Linked DNA regions of Sus scrofa: region 2 is linked to region 1. A link is a contact called in public HiChIP or PLAC-seq data. All regions are on one chromosome and are shown on one strand. The core of a region is the stretch at or near the end of the contact, and the rest is flanking DNA. Distances in the headings are between cores, read along the strand shown. Region 1 has its middle 23 kb from the start of CD200R1L. Region 2 has its middle 68 kb from the start of CCDC80.

Region 1 (6,327 bases), core at 1,542-4,041:
AATCTTCTGCCCACCAATCCACTTCATCAGCCTTCACTGTCCTCATCCACACAGAATATACATGTTAACTCTGTATCAAATATGCAGATTGCTTACTCCCTCCTTTACCCTCTATTTTGTGGCAGAAACAGCATATCCTAAAATGCCTTAGCCAGAAACAAACAATAAAGAGGAAAAAGAAATTAAGTACACATTATGAAGTAGAAGAGAGTAACATCATCATCAGGGTATAAAAGTGTTAGAGTGAGTGTGTAAGCATATGTGATGGAAGCAGGGAGGACCTGGCATGACCCAGAAAATATCTGGGCTTGTGCAATGGGCAGTAGCATCCACTGTTAGACTGTGGCAGGGATGATATTCCACTAGGGCCATATTCAGAAAGACCAAGGGGGCAGTGGTGCTGGAGCTGGTTGAAGGTGCCTGAGAAATGTCAGGTGAAATTTAGATAAGAAACAGCCAGCATTATCTTGGTAACTGGTCCCCGGTCCCCTTCCATCTATGGAGGAAGACAGAGGTACAGGGCTTGTACGTTGGGTGTGCACCAGAGATCAAAGTAAAATCCCCCCAACTGGGCTTTAATTCCTGGTTGCAGACTGACCTCTAGCCCCAGTACAAACCTCATACTTGGAAGGGAATTGTATGAGTAGAACCATTTTGTATTATAGTCTTTTTGGATGTTTCGCTTTTTTTAATAATGATTTTTATTTTTATCATAGCTGGTTTACAGTGTTCTGTCAATTTTCTACTGTACAACATGGTGACCCAGTTACACATACATGTATAGATTCTTTTTTCTCACATTATCATGCTCCATCATAAGGGACTAGATACAGTTCCTAGTGCTACATAGCAAGATCTCATTGCTTATCCATTCCAAAGGCAATAGTTTACTTTTAATTACTTTCTGTCTCAGTATTTTCTGAATTAATGTGCACACTTCTAGAGGTAGAGATAATGTTTGATTTCTCTCATAAGCCACACAAGTAACCAAATAGATACACACATGCACACACACACAATACAATGCAAGGGAAGGGGAGAGAGAGAGAGGAAGGACTTCATCAAATTTACAAGATTTTTTGCAGCAAAAGAAACCATTAAAAAAAAAGACAACCTATGGAATGGGAGGAAATAGTTGCAAATGATGGAACTGATGAGGGCTTAATCTCTAAAATATACAAAAAACTCATACAACAGCAAAAACCCCCAAAAAACCCAATTGAAAAATGGTCAAAATATCTTAATAGACGTTTCACCAAAGAAGACATATAGTTGGCCAACAGGCACATGAAAAAAATGCTCAGTATCACTAATTATTAGAGAAATTCAAATGAAAACTATAATGAGGTACCACTTCACACTGGTCAGAATGGTTATCATTAATAAGTCTACCAATAATAAATGCTGGACAGTGTGGAGAAAAGGGAACCCTCTTACACTGTTGGTGGGAATGTAAATTGATAAAACCACTATGGAAAACAGTATGGGAATACCTCAGAAAACTACATATTGAACTAACATATGATTCAGCAATCCCATTCCTGGGCATATATCCAGACAAAACTTTCATTGAAAAAGTTACATACACCCCTGTGTTCATTGCAGCACTACTCATAATAGCTAAGACATGGAAACAATCTAAGATGAATGGGTTAAGAAGATGTGGTACGTATATACAACAGAATACTACTCAGCCATAAAAAGAACAAACTGGTACCACTTGAAGCAACGTGGATCAAACTAGAGACTCTCATACTAAATGAAGTAAGCCAGAAAGAGAAACACAAATACCATATGATATCACTTATATGTGGAATCTAAAATATGGCACGGATTAATCTATCTACAGAACAGAAGCAAACTCATGGACATAGAGAACATACTTGTGGTTGCCAAGGAGGAAGGGGAGGGAGTAGGATAGACTGGGAGCCTGGAGTTAGCAGATGCAAACTATTGTACTTGGAGTGGTTAAAAAATGAGGTCCTGCTGTATAGCCCAAGGAACTATATCTGATCACTTGTGATGGAACATGATGGAGGATAATGTGAAAAAAAGAATGTATGTGCATATGTATGTATATGTATGCATATGTATGTATATGTATAAAACTGAATGTGAGTGTGTATATATGTAATATATATATATAACGAGTTTGCTGTAAAGCAGAAATTGATAGAACATTGTAAATCAACTATAATAAAAACATTTTTAAAAATTTACACTAGCTCCTGCTGTGGCCCAAAGGGATTGGCATCATCTTGGGAGCACTGGGACATGTGCTTGATCCCTGGCCTGGCACAATGGGTTAAATATCTGGCATTACCACAGTTGTGACTTAGTTCGAGGCTGTGGCTCAGATCCAATTCCTGGCCTGGGAGCTCCATATGCTATAGGGCAGCCAAAAAACAAAATACAAACACAATAAAAGTTTTAAAAAAATTTATGGGGGCGGGGGGAAGGAAAACTACCCATGAAAAGATCTTGATTTCTATCCTAGTCCTACAGCTCTGTCATTAACCAAGTTAGAATAAGTTACTTAACTTCTCTGACTCTCTACTTCCTTATTTATAAAAATGAATACAATGCTATGTGCCTTAGAAGAATCATTTTTAACCTTATTCGGAATATAACTCTCAATAGACCTGATCTGAATAGTGGGCCAAATGTATATGCTTCTCAGGAGAGGAATAAATGTATAAAAGCACAAACCAGGAAGTCATTATCAGTCATTATCACCTCAACTCTCCAAACAGGAAATCTTTCTTTAATTCCTCATGCATGAGAAAAACAGTAGAGTACAGAAGCAGGGGATTTCTCAACAGTGCTTATGGGAGAGAGTGGAAGGAAAGACCAGAGCTAGGTATATGGTATGGTAGAAGAAAAACACAGAGGTAAGGACAGGAAAAAAAAAAAAAAAACAAAAGAGGATTCCCTTCAGAATATGTCTTCAGCTGGTGGAATACTGTTCACAATTTTTCTCCCTTTCATAGCTGGCAAGTCTGTTGGGAGTGGTGGAGGGAAGCATGAAAACTACTGGGCTAAAGTAGAGGAAACCATGATGAGAAGGGTATTTTAGATTGCTTTCCACCATAATTTTCTGTGTCTTTTAAAGTGCTCAATTTTATTATTTTTTTTCTAGTTTCCTTAGCTAACAATTTTAGAATAGTCCTTTCATGTTACGTATCTCTATCAAGCTTCCAGGTGATACTGTTGCTGCTCGTCTGTGATCATGCTTTGAGTAGCAAGTCTTTAAAGAAGTCTTGTTTTTTGAAAACGACACCTGTGATAATTTTTAGACTGCATTCTTGCACCATTTGCAAAAGAAAAAAAAAAAAAAGAGTCTAAGAACAAATTCACACATAAATGTAAATTTCCTGATAAGTGGGTATGTGCTATTTAAGCCATGTTAGGGGATTTTAAAAAAAAGTATTCTGGAGGCAGCATGATATAGAAAAGGCATAGTTCTCTGTGCTCCCTCTGTTAACTATAGCATCTTTGGGTTTAAATCTCTGCTCTGTCCCTTCAGAGGTAGATTCCTCATCTGTACAGTGAGTGTAGTCATTTCTCCCTGATAAGAGTTTGTGAGTACTCGATCTAGCATCTCACCAAGTGGATGTTCAATAAATATTAGTTCTCTAATCTCTTCCCTATCTTATATTTTGAAGAATCTATTTATTTATAAATAACTACCATTTTAAAACTTTTTTAAAATTATAGTTGATTTACAATGTTCCTTCAATTTCTGCTGTATAGCAAGGTTACCCAGCCACCCATACACGCCCATTCTTTTTTTTTTTTCCTAACCCAAGAGACCAGACACAGTTCCCTGGGCTGTACAGCAGGATCCCATCAATCATCCATTCTAAATACAATGGTCTGTACCTACCAACCCCCAACTCCCTGTCATCCCCCCTCTCTCCCCCCTCCCCCTGGCAAACTCAAGTCTTCCCTCCATGCCCATGATCTGTTTCTGAATAACTACCATTTTTACATTGAAGACAACTTTAATTTTTATCTTTTATTAATTCTTAGTACATTTTGACAATGCATTTTAATTATTAGTTTGCATTACTGTAAAAATTAAAACTAATAATATTTCATTTATTTTCAAAAAGTGTTTTAAGAGTGCTTTTGCAGTAAGGTACAGTGGTCTTCTTTTCAGATATTTTGGATTATCAAGGAAGTTTTGATAGAAGAATACTGGGCTTTAGGTTAAAATATCTGACTTTAGACTTAAAGCTGTGACTAAGATTACCAAGATGCCTGGAAGTGTGCTTTGTCTTTTATCCACCTTTGTGCTATTCATGGCACCTATCACAATGCTTCAAATATACTAATGAGGATATTTACTGAGCACTTACTACATCTGAGATGCTTTTCTAAGTATTCACCATGCATTCAATTATTTAATCATAATAATTCTAAGAGGAATATTATTCATATTTACAAGAAATGAAACTGAGCCACAGAGAGGCTAAGTGACATGTTTCACTATTTCTCAGCTGCAGATAATTTTTCACATTTAATCATCTCCAAAATGGTGTATGTACATCAGTCAGAGCCCCAGCAATAAACAAACAGCACACGGAGGAACTTGAGTCAATCAGAATTTCCTGAGGAGATAACTGAGTATATAAATAGATGATGGCTCTTGTTTGGGAAGAAATTTTGATAATCAGATCAGTTACTGCAAGTCTGCCTACTTATGGTTAGACTGCTGGTCCCCTACAAATATAAGGCAAAGCAGGCCACATATGATATATTGTTGCCCATCCAGTGGCACGTGCTTTGGACAGTCACTGTCCTGTTAACCTGAGATTCATTCTCAATGATGCAATCTCCTTTTGGAGCTCAAAAAATCTGTGCAGCTGGCTTCCCTGCAACAGTTTTGCCCACTGAAGTTCTATTCTTCCCCAGAAGTGTCAACCCTGGGGATGCTGTAAATGAGAACAGAAAAATCAGTTCAAGTTTAACATTTTTTTAAAAAAAGTTTCATCTGTGAATATTTATTAAGGATCTGTTTATAGAATTTGTTGGTTAAAGGCAGGGGCTCTAGAATCAGATTATCTGGGTCCAAATTCTGCCACAGCTGTTTCATAATTGTGTAACCTTGAACAGGTTCCTGTGCTGTATCAAACAAAAGAATGATACAAATTTGTAACATATTAATTATGTAACAGTAAGAAACAAGAAGTTCTGCCAGTTACTCATGATATGTTCTCTGTTGTAAGATGCATCTTGAGTTGGAATATCCTCCATTTGCTCCTCCAGATCAATTCTGCAATCTTTTCTGCCATTCTCTGGGTCCTAGGAGACTGTTTCCTTTTCCATATTAGGGAAGTTTCAGCTATAATCTTTCCAATCATTTTCTCTGGCCCTTTCTCTCTCTTTTATCCTTCTGGAACCCCTATGATTTGAACGTTGGTATGTTTAATGTTGTCCCAGAGATCTCTTAGACTCTCCTCAGTTCTTTTCATTCTTTTTTCCTTTATTTTTTTTTCTTGTGTCTGTGATTTCCACCACTCTGTCTTCCACCTCACTTATTCATTTTTCTGCCTCTGTTATCTTGTTGATTCCTTCTAGTGTGTTTTTCATTTCAGATATTAAATTACACATCTGAGTTTGCTTGTTATTTAGGTCTTCTAGCTCTTTGTAAAACATTTCTTGTAACTTCTCTGTCTGTGCCTCCAAGATCTTGGATCATCTTTACTATCATCACTCTGAATTCTTTTTCAGGTAGATCACATATCTCATTTAGTTGTTTTCATGTGTTACTGTCTTGTTCCTTTGCCTGAAAACTATTTCTTTGTCATCTCATGATGTCTAACTTTTTATGTTTATTGCACCCTTGACAGCAGGTATGTAGGTGCAGCAGCTGGTGCCTAGTCTTGGAGTTCTCAGGGGTGGTAGTGCCTCGCATGTACTCAGAGCATGTGATGGGAGCAGTGATATTATGCTACCTTCCCTGGAGCAGGGTGGTTGCTAGGAATGGGGTCCGTGAGAGAGTTGACAGTGGTTCATGGTTCCTGGGATTGCTTTTGTGGCAGGGAGGCAGCAATGGCTCCTGCGACCCCTCCTGCTTCTAGGTAGCTCTCAGGATAATTTTCCATTGTTGGCAGTGTCAGCAGGTGTTCCTGCATCCCTCCCTTTGTCAGAGAAGCTCTCAGGACTGCTCTCTGTAGCTGCAGGGGCAGGTGCCTTTCTGTAGTCACTCCCTTTGTTTGGCTAGTCTAGGGAATGTTCCCTGTAGCCCCAAGGGTTGGGGTGCTGCTCCCTATCTGTTGCTGAAAGTTTCTCTCTGCACCATTCTTGTGGTCCCTCCCCCTT
Region 2 (6,327 bases), core at 1,796-4,295, 130 kb after region 1:
GTGTGTGCTATGACAATGGGCTTTGCAGCTCCACCTGGATCACCCCTAAGGCCCTCCAGGCTATTTCTGTGTAGCTAGATTGAGTCCTCTCCCAGGGACTTTCTACCAGAGAGTCAGCCAGGACCTAGTTACTGCACATTCTTTCAACCCACTGTGCCATGAATGCACTGATAATGGTCTCTGCGGTTCTTCCTGAACCACATCCCAGGTACTCTGGTCTGTCTTTACACAGCTAGACCAGATCTTTGTCCAGATCTCGTGCTGGGCTGTGGTGTGGAGTGAGCCAGGCCAAGATGTTTGCCCCTTTGGTTTGTGAGGTGTGGTGAGGCAGCAGCTGCAAATGCAAAGCTCTCTCCGCCCTGATTGTTGGCAAGCCAGTGTGCATACACTCCTCACGAGTAGAGTCTAGACTTCTTTGGCCCTTTTATCTGTATCTGCAGATTTCCTAGTAGGCAAGAGAGGTTGTCTCCTCTGCTCGGGATCCCAGAACTGGGGTTCCTAGATTGTGGGTCAGTCTGCTCATTTCTCAGGGTGAGAGTCCTCCCCTCCCTGCATGGACATTCTCTTCTTTCACTGATTCCTTCCAATGCAACCAAGGGCATAGGTCCCAATTCAGTGCCCCCCCCCCTTTTTTTTGATGTCCTACCCAAACAGTTCTTACAGTTTTGGTTGTAAAGGAGTTCTTGTTCCAATTTCCAGTTAGTTTTCCATGAGAATTGTTCCACATGTAGATGTATTTTTTATGTGTTTTGGGGAAGAGGAGAGCTTCACCTATTCCTATTGTGCCATTTTGAGCATGCCCCTCTGCCATGAGTTAAGTTTTATTCAGAGATTTTACTGAGGAATATAGCCTGGGAGAAGCCTCTCACAGAGGTCTAAGAAACTGCTCTGAAGAAGTGGAGGAGCAGACAGGGTATATAGGAGTTTTTGGTTGGAAGAAAAACATGTAATCAAACATCAAAAGATTACTGCTAATCACAAAGAGCAAACATCTTAAGTTAATGATTTTAGAGCTTTTCTATGTATTGGAAGATGCTATAGTCTGGGCTCACTGAAATTATTCCTTAGATATGCATCATGACTATTTAGGGCCAGTACTGAAAGCACAATATGCTTCTTATTTTTCTCCATCCTGAATTTTCCTCAGGATGCACCCACCATCAATGGGCAGCTGCAGCAGATAAGAGCTTAATCCTTATAGACCTGGGGTGGCAGGCAACATTCCTTGTCCACAGATTGCTAGAGCACTTTGCTAGGGTACTGCAGCACCAGTGTTGATCAGCAAGATGATCTTCCTGGCCAGGCCAATTTACATTCCCAACAGTACATGAGGATTCCCTTTTCTCCATATCCTTGCCGATGCCTATTATTTGTTGTCTTTTTACAACAGCCATTCTAACAGCTATGAGGTGATGTCTCATTGTGGTTTTGATTTGTATTTCCCTGATGCTTAGTGAGGTTGAACATCTTTTCATCTGTCTGCTGGCCACATGCATGTCTTCTATGGAGTAATGTCTACTTGGGTTCTATCAAACTAAAGAATTTTAAAGTATTTATTAATTTATTAAAAATAATAACAAACACATTAGCAAACACATTACATATTAAACAACACATTAGCAAACACATTACATGTTAAACAACACATTTAATTAAGAATATAAATATCTCTCCCCAAAAAATGTATTGGGAGAATGGCATTGTTTTACATCTTTGCATATCTCATGTCTCCTTCAGAATTCAATCTATTTTAAGAGGATGCTTTGGTTGAAGCATATAAAAAGGATATAGTCTCTCACAGATGGGTACTTAGAAATAGTTGACCTCGTGAGCCCCCTAAAATAGTCTTGGGAACTTCCAGGACTCATCAACCATCTTTTTGAGATTCTCTTACTTCAAGTTATGACTTCCATATAGTCATTTCGGACTTTACATGCTGACTAAGAGGTAAAGAAGAGTTCACTTATGGGAGGAGTAATTGGCACTGATTACCAGCAGGAGATAGGAGATAGGATTGCTAATATTTAATGTCAAAAGGGAAGAACATATCTGGAACTCAGGAAATCCACTGGGTCATTGGGTCACTTTTTATTGATTTTGTAATGGTAATAATCAAGAACAGAAAATTTAAGCAGTCTCAGTCTAATAAGACCATAGTAATCAAAAGTTCAGACTCCTCAGGAATGAAGGTCTAGGTTACCATACCAAGCCAAACTACTTAACAAGTGGTAGACAATGAAGACGATAATTATCCCTTATAACTTTAAGGCCAACAGTACCAGGGAAAACTGTATCTTGCCCCACCAACCTTACTGTTGTCTTCTTTCTTTTCTCTGTTGAAGTTCTAATGAATGACTCATCTTGAAGAATCAATGATACGACTGAGTCAACTAAACATAGGGCCCAAGGGGATCTGAATGATGCAGAGTGGCCTGCAGCAGACACAGGTGGAACCTAACCCATGTCCCCTCAGCACTCATCAGTTTCTTACACATTGATGGCTTTCTCCTTTGAGCCCCTGACCCTCAAGCCACTCACCTCCACGCAAGTGGAACATTGGAAGTGCTTGTGGGGAGATAATGCCCCTGGAATATCCCTCAAACAATGATGGCAGGAGTTGGTAAATAAATACCCTAGCTCCTCACACCTTAATTGAGGTCACCTAAGAAGATTCTGCGGTCACCCAGTTGCCACATTAGTAAATTGCTCATTATCACAACCTCTTACTTTTCTCTCTGTTTCACTTCCCCATTGACCTACCTGTGATGCATCTGATATGACCTCAAATAAATAGAATCCAACTCAAGACAAACTCCTACCCACTGAAACTGATCTGACCTTAGTATCATTACATTGGTTATTCCAATACTGATGGACATACATTGTTACATATTCTAGTAAAAGTGTGCACAATGGTTTATATGCTACTCCTTCCACATAATGGTTTAAAGTTGCAGCAGCCATAAATGTGAATAAATTAATGTGATGTATAAACAGAAGGCAGTGGGTGGCTGAATGGGGTGACTAAATGGGTGGGGATGATATTTTGGAACAGGAGGGACTTTCTTACTCTGTTGTGGGTGGGAGTGACCTTGGCATGTGGATGGGTTACTTCTTGTGATACTTCTCCTTTTTATTTTTAGTCATCTTACTTCTAATGTGTTAGCATCCTGATTCTGAATATGTTTAGAAATTGTTAGAGTTTACTGAAAAAAACAAAATTATTTTCACTAACAGTCTATGTTTGGCATCAGAAATATGTTTTCATTTGTTTCTTCTTGTGACACTCTGTTTTTATAAAGAAATGTATATTTGGATTTCAACTAGAACTCTTTGAAGCCAAGAATAAAACAGATATTCTGTAGTATTATATCTATTCTTCTGGGTTAAAAAAAAAAAAGTGTATGTTTGGTTAAGAAATAGAATATGGAAAATGGCTTATAGAATTGTAGTTAAAAGCCAGATTTAAAAGTTTGAAATAATAACTATATATGCATTTGTGAGGAACAGTATTTATATGATATTAGTTTCAAGACGACATAATTGATATGCTATCCTTTCTACTAGTTTTAGAAAAATTAAAAGTATTCCTAAATAGTTTTTTCCATTTTTATCATGATCATAATAATTTGGGAAATTGGTTTGAATGCAGATTCCCGGGTGCCACACCAGACTTACTGAATCATAATACCTTAAGGCCTAGGAATATGCATTTTATGTAGTCTTCCTCGGTGGTTCCATTTTTTTTTTTTTTTTTTTTTTGGCACATGGAGGTTCCCAGGATAGGGGTCTTATCAGAGCTGTAGCTGCTGGCCTACACCAGAGCCACAGCAACGTGGGATCCAAGATGCATCTGCAACCTACACAACAGCTCACAGCAACACCAGATCCTTAACCCACTGAGCAAGGCCAGGAATCAAACTCGCAACTCATGGTTCCTAGTCGGATTCGTTAACCACTGAGCCACGATGGGAACTCCTTCCTTGGTGATTCTAATGTAGAGGGTTCCTTAGTCAGACTTTGAGAAACACTTCCAGAGATGGGATCTCCTGAATAGAACTTGAATTAAACTCTTACGCTGACAGTTACTGAAAGCCTAAGAAGGAATTCCAAAGGGGCCAGAGTTTACAGTGGTGCTATACATAGTGAGGCCAATAGTGAGGAAGTTAGAAACCTGAGCAGGATCACACATGAAGCTGGATCAGCCTCTGGTAAACAGCTCAGATGTTAGGATTAGGTCTGCGAACCCAGGCACCAGCTACCTGCAGCACAATTATGTACTTTGAGAGTCAGATGAATTTTACTTATTGATATGTTCTCTGCTCATGTTCTTACTGTTCTCCCTTGACATATAACAAAGTCCTCTTTAAAGTTGTAGCTTGACTGTATTACATCTGGCCTTAAGAGAAAATTCATATATCTCTAAGGTTAAGTGTAGTGGTGGTTACAGTATCTTACTTCCAAGAACTCCATATAGAAGAGTGAGATCCTTGGGAAAGTATCAATTAGTTACCCGTCTCTGGCTAATCAATGAGAGTTATGGGTTTTACTTTAGTAAAATGTGTGTTTCCTTATCAGCTTCTAATAAGGATTTAAAGCCAACTTTCAGCTCTGAATAATAGACAACTCCAGGTAAATTGATTTAAACAATAAGGAAATGAATAAATCTGTAGGTAGGATGGGCTTCAGGAATGGCTGATTTAATGATTGAAAAATCTTCAAACATGAAAGTATTTTCAATCTGCCTTTGTGTCACACCTTTTGCTTCAGCTTAAGATTGGTTTCTCTTGTGTTTATAAGAGGGGTCATTAGGAATCAAGGTGATACGCTTCTTTTTTCATGTCCAGCAGGAGAGAGTGATAGCATCTTTTCCAATCATGAAATAAAAGTCCTTCCCTTCTGTCTGTGTAAAAGCAGGTCATATATCCCAGCCCTGGACCATAGCTGTCACAAGAAAGAATACCATGAGCTGATTGTCCTAAGCCTGGATTCTGGAACAATCACCGACAATGAGAATGGAATTACCATTTGTCAATCAGGAAGCACTCACCCATTAACTGGAGATAGGGTCAGATTCCCCTAAGTAATATGGACTGAAAAGAAGAGGAGTGGTAGATAACCCAAGAAATATGTGGAATCTATTTGGAGAATATAGAAGAAATGGATACTAGAGAGGCAATCAGTGATCCACTGTACTACATTACAGGGTTTCCACTTAAAGTTTAAAGTCTCAGCTTGGGATATAAGTTTTTACAATTCAGCCCTCCTAGGTAAAGTTAGAGAAGTTCCTCCCCATGACTCAATGAAGGATCCAGGGAGTTCTTTGGGTTTACAGGGTCCTGGGATAGATATCATGGCAAAATGGTCCATACAGTGTCACTTCAAATAACAAAGAAAAGTTCTGTGCCAATGGTGGCTGCTATTTCCACTGGGAAGTCCACTTACTGTGGTGTTTGTACAGAAATATTCCACTTGAGGTCCCAGGTACAAATTTGGGGATGAATTTATGTGAATCATAATAATTTATATGAATCATTTATGTGAACCCTTGATGGTAGATGGAGAGAACTATCATTCTTCTCAAATTCAGTACTTTTTTCCAATTACTCATCCTATATTTCAAGATCAGTCTGCCTTTCCCCTTTCCCCACCCTTTCCACCCCATTCTTTCCCAGACAATTCTCCTCATCCAGTGACTTCCATTTTTGCTTGCCTTTTGCCCCCATATTTTAGTACTTTCTAGAGTTCTAGCCCTAGACCCTCTATCAAGCCCAAATTCCTATACTACTTACTTTTTTTTCATGCAATAAGCTTTAATAGCTGTGAAATACAGAGCCCAAATCACTAGCAACTAAGCATTCGTTTCTCTTTCCATGGTAGGAAGGCTTAGTCATTAGACACTTCCTGGGAAGGAGAAATGTTTGCTTTCCTTGTTGGGTGTGCACAATTATGGGAATAGAAGGAGGGAAGAGAAATTTCCCTCTCTTTTAGAATGGGTTGAATCACTCCTTCCAATGCAGAGAAACAAAGAAAAACAGAAAACAGGGAGTGACATTTCCACATTAAAACAGGTTAAAAATTCATATCCTGCCACATTTGTATTACTATACTTTGTGTCTTGTATCTCTAGAGTAATCCCTTTTAATTAAGGGAGAAAATTATGGCATCCTGAGAACTTCATGGGTCTTAGCCTCTGTATGCCCTCTGCTTTCTGGCATCTACGTGGGCTGTTGGAATTAAAAGTACCATCAGTGATTCCATTATAAACTCCTCTTTTTACACAGTTCCTCTTTTTATTGAGTTATCTGGCCCCTCGTCACCAAATCT

Evidence for each region. HiChIP or PLAC-seq counts read pairs in DNA pulled down with a chosen protein or histone mark.
Region 2: an H3K27ac HiChIP or PLAC-seq map of alveolar macrophages shows a contact between it and region 1. The contact joins two enhancer-like sites. A contact is called at or near these places in 1 of 47 Hi-C or Micro-C datasets (epiblast stem cells) and 1 of 2 datasets of contacts at active chromatin or transcription factors (alveolar macrophages).

Annotation. Positions count from the first base shown.
Region 1 is chr13:146,998,565-147,004,891 of Sscrofa11.1, forward strand. No RefSeq gene overlaps it. Among named protein-coding and RNA genes, the nearest start is that of CD200R1L, 23 kb to the right of the region's middle. Within about 2 kb of position 2,792, at least 3 of the 83 cell types and tissues checked have an H3K27ac peak or open chromatin away from gene starts, as enhancers often do. A contact at or near this core is called in alveolar macrophages, where this site is marked.
Region 2 is chr13:147,131,671-147,137,997 of Sscrofa11.1, forward strand. No RefSeq gene overlaps it. Among named protein-coding and RNA genes, the nearest start is that of CCDC80, 68 kb to the right of the region's middle. Within about 2 kb of position 3,046, at least 2 of the 83 cell types and tissues checked have an H3K27ac peak or open chromatin away from gene starts, as enhancers often do. A contact at or near this core is called in alveolar macrophages, where this site is marked.